2 separate regions of the Mus musculus genome follow, and region 1 is linked to region 2. Evidence: chromatin contacts called from public Hi-C data. All regions are on one chromosome and are shown on one strand. The core of a region is the stretch at or near the end of the contact, and the rest is flanking DNA. Distances in the headings are between cores, read along the strand shown.

Evidence for each region. Hi-C and Micro-C count contacts between places; a contact is called where the count stands out from the background.
Region 1: a contact with region 2 is called in a Hi-C map of the G1E-ER4 cell line, with 2.7 times the contacts expected there. The contact joins two enhancer-like sites. A contact is called at or near these places in 1 of 15 datasets of contacts at CTCF or cohesin (the G1E-ER4 cell line), 1 of 484 Hi-C or Micro-C datasets (the G1E-ER4 cell line) and 2 of 115 datasets of contacts at active chromatin or transcription factors (CD8 T cells and memory CD8 T cells).

What each region holds. Positions count from the first base shown.
Region 1 is chr3:60,781,384-60,787,707 of GRCm38.p6, forward strand. It overlaps Gm553061 (a long non-coding RNA gene), which reads right to left. Exons shown (of 5, transcript XR_867330.1): 3 at 3,823-4,107; 4 at 474-525; 5 at 101-379. Among named protein-coding and RNA genes, the nearest start is that of Gm38326, 3.8 kb to the right of the region's middle. Within about 2 kb of position 3,573, at least 5 of the 459 cell types and tissues checked have an H3K27ac peak or open chromatin away from gene starts, as enhancers often do. A contact at or near this core is called in the G1E-ER4 cell line, where this site is marked.
Region 2 is chr3:60,601,168-60,607,815 of GRCm38.p6, forward strand. It overlaps Mbnl1 (muscleblind like splicing factor 1), which reads left to right. Exons shown (of 10, transcript NM_020007.4): 4 at 2,527-2,727. Among named protein-coding and RNA genes, the nearest start is that of Mbnl1, 100 kb to the left of the region's middle. Within about 2 kb of position 2,109, at least 84 of the 459 cell types and tissues checked have an H3K27ac peak or open chromatin away from gene starts, as enhancers often do. A contact at or near this core is called in the G1E-ER4 cell line, where this site is marked.

The sequences.
Region 1 (6,324 bases), core at 2,323-4,822, 180 kb after region 2:
AATTTTTATCTCTGGAAATATTAATATTGGCAGTTTGAGACATATATATTACATATATATGTATCCTATATATTATTTTTGTTAATGTTTTCATGAACCAAGATATTTCAAGAAAATTGGAAAGGACTTAATAAAATACAGAAACTAAGGCAGTAGAAACACTGGGTTCTTTGTGTGAACTGGTGAGAATATCGGCCTGAGCTTAGGAATAATATTTACTTTTTAAAAATACATATTTTCTCACTTATTCCACTAAAACCCTTGAAGCAATGAATACTGAAAAACAATGAATACTCTTGCTAACCAGGCTGTGGTTTAAAAGAAATATATTACCCATTAAAAGGATCCAGGACTCCTTGGGAAACTGCTGATTTCAGGTCTGGAAGAAAATGAACAAGATTAATTTGGAACATATTGTTGTTACTGAATGTGGAGAAATTATTAAAGGCAATAGTGGTGACATTAAAAAATACATAATAATAAACTTGATGGAGTCTTCATGGCCAAAGTTGAGAGATCCAAGGTCTGAAAAAGAAAAAAAAATACAAAAAAGTCAAATGTACTTAATAAAAATATTTTTAAATTAATACATTTATAATGATAATGATACTTTAATGTGAAGACTCCTATCCCTTGTTTTATCATAGTAACAAAAAGTAACTTGTGAACTTAGCTTCTCTATTTAAATTTTAATTTATTAGATATTTTCCTTATTTACATTTCAAATGTTATCCCCTTTCCTGGTCTCCTTCCAAAAACCCTCTCCTCCACCCCTGCTCACCAACCTACCCACTCCTACTTTCTGGCCCTTGCATTCTCCTATACTGGGGCATAGAGCCTTCTCATGACCAAGGGCCTTCCTTCCCATTGATGACTAACTAGGCCATCCTCTGCTGCATATATAGCTGGAGCCATGAGTCCCACTATGTGTACTCTTTGGTTGGTGGTTTAGTCCCTGGGAGTTCTGGGAGTACTAGTTAGTTCATATTGTTGTTCCTCCTATGGAGCTGCAAACCCCTTCAGCTCCTTGGGCACTTTCTCTAGCTCCTTCATTGGGGACCCTGTGCTCCATCCAATGGATGGCTGTGAGCCTCCACTTCTGTATTTGTCAGGCACTGGCAGAGCCTCTCAGTAGATAGCTATATCAGGCTCCTGTCAGCACGCTTTCATTGGCATCCACAATAGTGTCTGGGTTTGGTGGTTGTTTATAGGATGGATCCCTGGGTGGGGCATTCTCTGGCTATCATTTCTTTTTTTTTTTTTTTAATATTTTTTATTACGTATTTTCCTCAATTACATTTCCAATACTATCCCAAAAGTCCCCCATACCCTCGCCCCCACTCCCCTACCCACCCATTCCCACGTTTTGGCCCTGGCGTTCCCCTGTACTGGGGCATATAAAGTTTGCTTGTCCAATGGGCCTCTCTTTGCGGTGATGGCCGATTAGGCCATCTTTTGATACATATGCAGCTAGAGTCAAGAGCTCAGGGGTACTGGTTAGTTCATAATGTTTTTGCACCTACAGGGTTGCAGATCTCTTTAGCAACTTGGATACTTTCTCTAGCTCCTTCATTGGGGGCCCTGTGATCCATCCAATAGCAGACTGTGAGCATCCACTTCTGTGTTTGATAGGCCCAGGCTAGTCTCACAAGAGACAGCTATATCAGGGTCCTTTCAGCAAACACTTGCTAGTCTCTGCTCCACACTTTGTCTCTGTTAACTCCTTCCATAGGTATTTTGTTCCCCTTCTAGGAAGGATCGAAGTATCCCCACTTTGTTCTTCCTTCTTCTTGAGTTTCATATGGTTTGCAAATTGTATTTTGGGTATTCAGAGCTTCTGGACTAATATCCACTTATCAGTAAGTACATATCATGTGTGTTCTTTTGTGATTGGGTTACCTCACTCAGGATGATATCCTCCAGATCTATCCATTTGCCTAAGAATTTCATAAACTCTCTGTTTTTAATAGCTGAATAGTACTCCTTTGTGTAAATGTACCACATTTTTTTGCATCCATTCCTCTGTTGAGGGATATCTGCGTTGATTATAAATAAGGCTGCTATGAACATAGTGGAGCATGTGTCCTTATTACTTGTTGGAGCATTTTCTGGGTATATGCCCAGGAGTGGTATTGCAGCTTCTTATTCAAGCAGACAAATTACAAAATAATATTTTCTAGATAATTATAGAAAGCTGAACACTGAGCCATTAAATGACAAGTCCTCTTACCTGACAGAGCTATGGAGATGATTTCCCAAGTCTCCCCTCAACTGTGTTCATGTTGCCTTTTAACTACACAGTTTAAATGAACACAGACTGATACAAATACACAACTAACACAGCAATGGAAAATCAGAAATATGAGAGATAGTTATACACTTCTATTTCTGACTAGAGTTTGGTGTGCAGTGGGTTTATCTCCAGACAACATAATAAGGCACTGTTTAAAAGACATGATGTAACTTTTCTGTGGCTGTTTAATACTGCTGAGGCACTCTAAGGAATTCTGGCTACTTTAAGCAATTTGCTTTACATTGTCCAGAATTGGATAGGTGGGAAGTCTCAACATGTAACAGCATTTGTTACCAAGTTCAACCACCTGAATTATATTCCTGGGATCAAGATGGCTAAAGAGACCCAGCTTCATCAAGCTGTCCTGTAACTTACACACACACACACACACACACACACACACACACACACACTGAATTAAAAGTAGTTTTTAAAACGTTAAAATTGTCCAGTCTCTGTTTTTTAAACTAAAAAAATTAAGAGTGGAATTTTATTTCTGCCACTTTGTGGTAAGAGAACTAAAAATGACTAGAAAGTAAGAGGTAAGATAATGAGGGAAAAGAAGAGTGGGAAGGGGGTGGTTCAACAGCAGAAAAGGAGGAGAGAGAAGGATAAGAGAGGAGGGAGGACCATGATACAGACAGAAGGGGTCAAGGAAGAAAGGATAAAGGAAACGGGGGAACAGGGTGGGAGATAGGAGTGGGTTGGGGGAGAAGAAGGGGGATTAGACAGAAGGGAGGAGAGCAGAGAGGAGGCAGGAAAGGGGGAAAGGTTGTGAGGGAAGAGGGGAGCCTGAGAAAGAGATTCACATCCAAGGTAATGGCCTAGTCTTGGTCAAGGTTGTCCTTGTAAACAGCACATCGGACTTCTTTAAACAGATAAAGATTTTACTAAGTGGGCCATAAGCTAGGGTTCCAGTTCGTTTTGTATGACCAACTCAAGACAAGCAGAAATGATCCTTGGTCAACATCAAGATCACCACTCCTGAGCTCAATTCCCGTGTATGATATTTATACCGCTGGGGCAGAAAACTCCTGTTACCATAACCTCATTGACCTTTCATTCTCAGCTCACAAATCAGCCTAGTCCACGATAGTCTTTTACTTGTAAATCCCAAGATTGCTGCCTGTGGCCCAGCTTTGGGAACATTCAGAAATCAGCTTTTGTTCATGGGAGATGGTTTTTACTTCCTCAGTAGCCACAAAGTGGGAAATTTCTCACGCATGGAGAATGAAGGATGGTGCTGGAAAAGAATCATGCCTGTTTATTACATTTAGGACTAAAAGCTCTGTTTTGGTGATGTAATTAGCTTGTGACAAAAGCATATTACTATTAAAATTGTCATAATCACCTAGGGTTAGCTGAATGACATAATGTGTCTTGGTTCTGATAATTCAAGGGATATCTTATTATGGTGTTGGGAAGAGATGGAAGCCAAAAATCACTTTCTGATTTTTCTGTACTAACACCAAAGAAACCAAAGAATCCTTTGCCTCAAAAGCAGCTTTTACAAAAAAAGCAAGTCTTACGTCTCCAATTAGGAAGTGGAAGCGCCAGGCTACTGGGGCTGGCTAAATGTTTAAGTTTCTTGTCTATAGAGAGACACAGGAAGCACACTTCCTTATCAGCCAGAGCAGAGGAGCCTTCTTTCAGCACGCCCACTGGCTGGGAGCAGATGTTGCACTGCCCTAATATGCAAGGAGCCTATTTGTGCTGTAATTGAATGGTTTGCAGCAGCACAGCTGGGCCTCGCAGATTTCACTTCCTTGATAGTCCACAGCCTACAGTTCATTTTTGCCAAGCCAATAGGTGACCTGTAGAAGGAAAAAAAAAATAACATAACCAAATTTAAGGAGCGATGCACAGGGAGCCTCTTCATTTTTACCTCATTAATTCTGTCATTGTTTTCCTCCTGCTCAGAACAGTTACTTTGCCCCCTAAAACTCTGCTTCTTTCAAGATAATTTACAATCATGGAAACCACACAGATCGCTGAGGTCGGGAAGCCACAGAGAGACCACATCCTTTGTTTTCATTTCTCAGCTCCAAGTATCTTAAGCTGCCTGGTTCCAAGATGTGCACATCCACCCCGAGGCCGAATTGTGTAAGAATGTCTCCTTTGGCACCATGCTTCTCTGTCAACACAAATGACTTATCTGTTGTCTGATAAACCAAGTGGACACCCTAAAGAGCTCTCTGGAAACCATGATTGTGTCTGGGTTGGCAGAGGAAGACTTTAGAACATGAGGTATTGAGAATTACCTGAAGATAGAAGCTGCTCCTACTGAAGGAGAGAGAGAGAGAGAGCTCGAAGGAGGGAGGCACAGAGAACACAAGTGTGCACAGATGTTTCAAAATTGTGATCTGAAAGCTATTCTGGCTTAGAGATGTCTTTATCCTCAAGTCCAAGTAGATCAAAGAGAGTGCTTAAAATGGAGGAAGAATTTATTGTTCACTAGGGTCAAGCCAAGCCTTAAGGAAGAAAGGCCTTAAGGAAGAAAGGTTTTCTACTTAATCTTTGAGTTTTTGTTTTCACACAGCTGGGGTAATTAGGTATGGCCTAGGAAAATTTATTTCTTGGAATGGAAGATGGCAGTACAGAACTCAGAATGCAGTCTCCACTGGGTTTGGAACTCCTTGTTAAAAGGATCTTTTTATTTTCCAAGATGTCTAGCCTATCTCTTGAGAGCCGGAAACTAGGAATGAATATGTACTGAAAGATCAAACTAGACATTCTACATATATTTGGAACATTTTCTTTTTATCTAACATATTACCATGAAGATAATAGTTAAAGTGATATATCTATGACATACGGTGTGATGTTTTGAAATATCTATATATTATGAAATATTAAGTCAAGAAATTAACAACTTTCTGACTTTCTCACCTCTTATATTTATCCATTTTGTGTAACAATAAAATTATGATTGCTCAGAAATATTCAAGACACACTCCATTAGGATCAATAATAACCATTATGTTGTATAATAGACCTACAGAATGTACCCCTCCTGTGTAACAGTATCTTAGGTCTCTTTACTGCTGCCGCCCCTACCCCTAACCTTCCAGTCCACAGTCCTCACAACCACGATTCTATTCTCTATTTCTGTGAGGTCAAAATTTTTAAATTTCACATATGACTGATATAGTATGAAATGCTTTTTTCTGTTCCCATATTATTCCTCTTAGTGTGGCATCTTCCAGGTTACTGAGAATATTTTATGCACAGGAACAAAACACAAAGAGTGGCTGTAGAAGAACAGTATGTTTAGAGTCTTCTGTGGCCATATCTGGTTTGTTTCCTACTGCTGTAGCACAAGGACAAACACAAGTTGGGGGAGAAAAAGGATATAAACTTCATCTTAATAGCTTACAGTCTATCATAAAGCAGACTCGGCAGAAACTCAAGGCAAGAACCTAGAGGCAGGAACTGAAGCAGAGGCCATTGAAGAATGCTACTTATTGGCTTGACCCGTGACTTGCTCATTCTCACTTTCTTATACACACAGGACTACCTGCCCAAGGGTAGCACTGCCACCAGTGGGCTGGGTCCTCCCTCATCATTCATGGATTAAGAAAATGTTGTATAGACTTGTTTATATGCCAAGATGATGAATGGACCTTCTCAAATGAGGTTCCTTCTTCCATGATGAATTGTGCTTGTGCCAAGTTGACAAAAAACAAAAGACAAAACAAAACAACAAAAGCAAACAAACAAAAAACAAAACAAAACAAACTAGCCAGTGCATAGACTAACAACTGGCATATTCCTATGTATTAAGTGCATCTTTTCCATCTTTCAGGAACTCTATTGGCAAATATTAACAATGGAGACAGAATTCTTGATCCAACAGAGGACTATTATAGCCAGATTCACTTCAAGATTTATTGGTCTAGATGCCAATTAAGAAGAGAAGCACACAGTCAGAGATAGTTTTCAACCACATTAAAGGTTTGCAAAAACTATGCATCATGACCCCATTAGAGGTCTCAGAGCCTCTCACAGGAGTTGACTAAGACCTAGAAAAA
Region 2 (6,648 bases), core at 859-3,358:
GTGAGAAACAGACTTCCAACCAGACTAGAAGCAGACTCAAATGTGCCCAATCCAGGACCTTCCGTTGATTCATTTATAGTGGTAGACATGTAACATTCGTGAGCATCTTCTTTAGAAAATAAACATAATAATCCCCAACAAAGTGGCAGCTCATTCACTGAATGCCTACTGTAACCAGGCATTGCTTTGTATGGTGGGAACCTAGAAGGGAACTAAGAGATATCTTCTACTCTCCTGACATCCCCCCTCCCAAAGAGGCCAAAGAAAGGAAAGTCTTATAGTAAAAAAATTAAACATAACATAAGTAAAGCACTTATCACAGTGTGGGCTGCCCGGGATAGGGAATTACTAGTAATAATCATGTTTGTGTAGTTAACTAGGATGGTAATGTGAAATTGAATAATATTTTCAGTTATAATGAAGCCTAATAACTGTAATGTAAGCAGAATGCTTCATTTAAAGCAAACAAGTGATAAATAAACTGCCCCAGAATTAGCAACTGGAAAATGTCCTTGGAAAGGTAATGCTAAACCAACCTTCATTGGAACAAAGATATCTATAAGTCACTGCTGCAAGGATGCACTCAGTATCAAATATACCAGCTACATAGTTAGACATTATTCAATCCCTACTTCAGAGAAACGAAGACTTCAAATACCAATGCAGCCATTCCTATCTTTGAGATCTTACGAGCCCTCTGCAGGTCAGCTCCGGTAATGCAGGAGTGGCCATGGTCACTGGCTTTCCTACATTAGGATCCACTCTGAGCTGTAACCCACCCCTAACACAGTGTTCATAATTGGTGACAGCTACATTCTATCCATATGTAGGTTTTCACTGTATTTAACTTGGTGAGATTTAACGAGGCTGATTTTATTGGTGTGCTGTCATTATTGTGTCAAGTCAGGGAAAAATTTCTTCATCCTGAATGTCTTTATGAAGGCATTTGCCTTAAGTAATTCCTATAGTATACAGTGACATAAACATTTCAGTAGCTTGCTATAGTAAGTATCAAGTGGGCTTTCTTGGAACTCATTTTAATTTACAGCTATGAATGCAAAGAGAAAGGATATTAATTAGCTTTCAATCTTTTAGGACTCTGCTAAATTTATAACAATTCTTCTATGTGGTCTGAGATTCCATACCCTGTATCTGACTGTGTGCAACAGAACACACATTTGCCTAGAATGTTCTTGGACAGAAGTTTAATGCATGATCACCATGCAGGACTGACCCTGTCATGGTGCTGCCCTGGCCTCTAGCACACAAAGGGAAAGCCTGAAGTTAGCTGCTGTTCAGGGTTTTGTGGAGAGACAAATGCCACTGGACCCAGTTTTACACATGGATCCTTCTTCATAATACACATGGAATTTTTGTATTTCCTGAGGGCAGCTGCTTCGCATTGGAATAGGCTTGAGGTTTGAAATGGAAAGACTTATTCTAGGCTACTTCATTAGTCAAGGGCCACAGACCTGTCAGAGTAATTAAACATGGTGTTCAAAGCACATGCTTGGAGGACTAGCTATGTTAGGGTGAATGTATCAGTGTGAGCTATGCTATGTTATAAATTTTTCCCAGTGAATCAATGTATACATTAAATAGTCTATCGTTCATATTGTTCTTAGTACAGATGTGTACACAATGCAGAGCTGTCATGTAGGATGGATGCTCAACCATGGTATAGTCCTTTGGGACCTTATGCTCTCATATTAAAGAATGCCATTTACACATAGTAGATCCCTGGCTTCTCTCCATTGAATGCAGTAGCATCACCCCAGTGTGTCCTGCCCGCTGACAGCCCATCCCATGTTTTTTAATAATTCTGTGGCATTTCCTGGGAAATGTTCTGTCAGGCTTCACATTCCAGACATTTTCTGGAGAAGGTTAATTTCCATTGCTGAGTGCCCCACAAGTATGGGATGGGCTTGTAGAACACTGAACCTTTCTTCTGAGAAACCGACATCAAGTGACCAGGCCAAATGCTATCTCTTCTGTGCTCAAAAGACAGTGTAATCATCACCTCTCACAGCCCACAGATTTGGTCAATGTGCTGGCTGTGGGGCTCTGTGATCCCCTGGGACATCTGTGTCTGCTCAGATGATAGGCACTTATATCCTGTTAACACTTGAGAACAGACCTTTCCACTATATCTGACAGCAGTTACACAGTGTGTTTCTCAGACACATTTCTAGGATTGAGTCACAAAGGTGGAGACTGGGTGAGCACAAACAAGTGTCTGTACTAAGATATTTAAGACGTTAAACCACAAGTATTCTAGATGCCAATCTTCGAACCCCCTCTGGAGATATGAATGCATATTCTGCCTGCTAGATTTGGAGAAAAACAATGACTTAGCAAATATCAGTATACTGAAATCTTCTTAGACTAAATTAAAGACAGAATTAAATAGAAGTTAAGGAAGAAAGAATGAATGATAGATGAAGAATAAATGATAACTCTGTAAGTAGAGTATCAATTTGGAATGGAGACTTGCCATTAAGTTTTGCTTTTTGTTTCAATTTGCAGCCAATGTTTTCAGTTGCACCAAGCTTAGCCACCAGTGCATCAGCAGCCTTTAACCCTTACCTGGGGCCTGTTTCCCCAAGCCTGGTTCCAGCAGAGATCTTGCCGACTGCACCAATGTTGGTCACGGGGAATCCTGGAGTTCCAGTGCCAGCAGCTGCCGCAGCTGCTGCACAGAAGTTAATGCGGACAGACAGACTGGAGGTAGGATAAAGAGTTGAACCTTCATAGTTTCCATTACAGTTCTTCAAGTGTTTGTAGCCAGAGTGACTTTAAACTGAATGAACATGTCTTGGTTCAGTGTTTGTGCAAGTTTGCTAGAATATGGTTATGCTGTTTTGGTTAATGCAACAATTACAAAATCAGTCAGCATCTATGTCTAGGTTCCTCAGGGAGGGCTTGGAACTGGGATCAGCGTGTCTGTTTCTCCACTTTGTCTTAGTATCCTTAAAATCTTGCACATGATGCTAATGCTCAAACCTCAAAGAGTTAGAAAAAATGTTTGGCCCAGAACAGTTGCTTCTTGAATGTTTCTTGTAGTCATCAACACAATATAATGATTATTGGAGTGAACAAATAAATGACTGAAGTCCAGAGGATCTCATAAACAGGAACACATTGGCTGCTGTGCACGAACTATTACAAAACTCTCTGCAGATGTTGTCATAACCTCTGAAGTACTTCCATTGAGGCAGGCGGGTGGTTTTATGAAACGCACCCTGATAAAAGCGTTTTTAGTAGGCTGTCACATGATTGTCATTGTCTTGGGGCGGAGGATAAGCAGACGCACACACTTTACTGTTGTGACTGAAAAGGAAATTAGAGATAAAGTTCTAGTATGACATTACTATTCAGAATTTTAGCATGGCATGAATTAACAGCCTTGATAAACAGTTTCTGTAGAAAAATGGCCTAGTAAGTAAAAACTGAGTTGCCTCTCCTGTCTGTCTGCTTAGGACGGACTTGGGGCTGAGATGGCCTGGGTGTACTAATTACAGGGAAAGTAAAGTAGGGTGCACTTGGAGGGCCTTGACTCTAATAACTTTCCAGTCTGTTAGAAATATAATAAAATGCCTTATTTATTCATTATACTCTATTGAACGTATTAGAAAGGATATCATATTGTAGCATTTTGTGAGGATGTGCCAGATACAGCCATCACATAGCCTACCTTTAGAACAACCTGATGGGAAAGATGCTGTCACTACCGTTGTGTTGCAGAGGAGTCAGAGCAGAGCAAGAGATGGGAGGTAGCCTATCCTTGCTGTAGAGATACACTCTGCCATTTGGCTTCTCATTTCCCAAGTATAGTAATTCTCTAACAAATGCTGTCCGCAAATGAAATAGGGCAGCATCTGAAACAGTTTTCTTCCCCAATCTTCCTAAAGAAAACACAGGATTCTTAATGCATGACTGTTAGTTGATTAATGGGACTCAAATAGTCTGAGAAGAAGAATGCCAACATAGTAATTATTAATAGGTAACAATATTCAAAGCATTAAGAGGATATGCTTCAAGCTGAGCTACTTGCTCAAAACTGCTCATTCCCTTGAAAGTTTGCGTAGTTTTTTTATACTTGTATTTTGTCATTTTGTTTTTCTTTCCATGAAGAGCTGCTTGTGAGTTTTGTCATTTGCCTTTGCTACTTCCTAGGACAATCTCTCCTGTGTTATGTGCATTCCTGATAGAAGTGAGCATGCCCTTGGTTCTGTTCCCAAGATCTAAGTCATTGTCACAGTCATAGTTGGGGCCTGAAATAGGAAACATGCATGTGCCTCTTTCTGCTCTGCAGTGTGATTCCAGAACTTAAACACACGCACGCACGCACGCACGCACGCACGCACGCACGCACACACACACACACATGCACGCACACATAAGCACACACACTCACACATAAACACACACACAGGCATGCATGCACACATACAACCTTGGTGCTCCTTGGAGCACTGGAGGGCGAAATCCATGAAAGGAATGCCTACAGTTCTTTTCTCAAGGTTGATACTATGGTTATTTAGAGATTAAAGCCACATTCCATCTTCAACTGAATTTTGATTTTCCTCTGAGGTAAAATTGGTCTAATTCAGCTAGGATCTTGACTTTGTTCTTCTTGTTATATCTTTTTCTCCATTTCTACAATTTGTCACACAATAAAGTGATTTCAGATTTGTTTATAATCCCTTAGAAGACCTAGCAATGGCAGTACCAAAAGGGATACAAAGGTCTGAAGTTGCAAAGTAGGAACCCAGTAGACACTGCTTGTAAGGTAGTTAACTACATATGCTTGGTTTGTCAGACCAGCTTCATGTCGCTTATTTGTAAAATTTGAGTATTTGCCTGATTTATATGTAATGTCATAGAGCATGTAAATCATGCATTGACTTCTAACAGCAGCCTAAATAAGTATTGAAATACTTATTTTTAAAATGTATGTGCATATATAGTGCACATCATATATTCACAGCTGCTGTATCAGTATGCTTATCCACTCATTGTTGGATATTATTATGAAGATTGTATGTTCTGTACCGTATAGCTCAGACTGGTTTTCTCTGAAAGTGAGGCAAGTCTGTTAGTCACTAAAGAGACGCTCCTAGAATTCCGTTTTGTGATCTCTGGATCCTTTCTGTAATGTCCATGTATTAATTTAATGCCCAAAGGAGTATCTTAAGAAATTATTACACTGTGTACAAATATTAGAAATTGCTAACCTTTAGGTCATGCCTGTGTTTCATGACAAAACATTGGTAGTAATAAAAATCGACATGTAAAGAATCACAGTCATTTTTCATGGTGCAAAATAAATGTATGGACCCATTTATTCTACAATCTCTAGTAGGGAGCTATACTGCATGTCCTTCAAGTTAACGTTATTGTGAATATCCATGAAGCCTTTTACTTCTCTATTACCAAGGGCCAAAAAGGGACCTCATAAGAGTAAATCTAAACTCATAACTGCTACCCTTTAATTTTAAATGTCAAGTTGTCAACCTGCTAATAAATTAACGAGTCACAGAAAGATACATTCTTGCACAGATATTTTTAGGGTAGAATTATGACATAAGTCATGACACTCCAGAGGAATAGTTTAAACATCTGTTAACATTCCTTTTGGGGACATGTTTAGGTCTTAGTCATTCCAGCCTCAAAACATGTTATCTTGATTGTACTTGTGGACATGGTGCAGGGTAGTCTAGACTTGGTGGAGACTAGCATCACTTGGGGTAGTAGTTTAAGTGTGGGACCTCATCCATATAGACTTTTAGGTCACTGGTGGGTCTCAGGAATTATTGTCACTTATCAGACAAGTGATTGCAAAGGGAAAATGTAAAGCGGTTGCTTGTAACCCCCAACTTTTCACCAGTCCTTCGTTATGAGTGACTGAACTGAAATGCACTTCTATTAATGCTCAGACCTTAGCGTGGGTTTCTACATTGCTGAAGGATTCTAGATACTGGGACACCTATTAAAGTAGTTCATACCGCCCACTGAGGAGCCACCTCAGTGGCTGCGTGTTTCAAAGACTTACTAAGACGTTAGATAGCTATTTGGTTAATTAAATGCACCATTTTATATCATCACCCTTTGTGAGAAGAACATGTTAAATATTCCAAACAAGCTGAGCAAACTCCTTGCCGCCTCCTGTTTTCAGGTGGGGCTTGTTTTTAAATAAACAACTCTTGTTCTGTGAGGGCATTATTTTTTTTAAAGTAATAGAAATACAAGTTTCTACTTTACTGGAATGCAAGCATGTGCTAATTCTTTACATATAGGCAAATTTTAATATAATTCTTATGACTTGGACACAGAGTATTATTTGAAAGCCACATAGAAGAAACAAGAATATATAGATTGGTATTTTAGTGAGTTTAATGAATTTAGTATTATATTAAAGCAAAAGTCCCCAGCTATTGATGGTTCTCCACTTAAGCTCTTTTACTCGTCTTCCAGAGGACCCATGTGACTCACAACTGCCTGCCAATCCAAGTCCAAGGGATTCTAGTGCCCTTTTATAGCCTCTGTGGGCTCTACATTCATGTGTGCAAACCCACACATGGACACTTAATTAAAAATAAAAGGCTTTATATTCACTAAGATTAAAAACGCAGCAACTCTTTATCT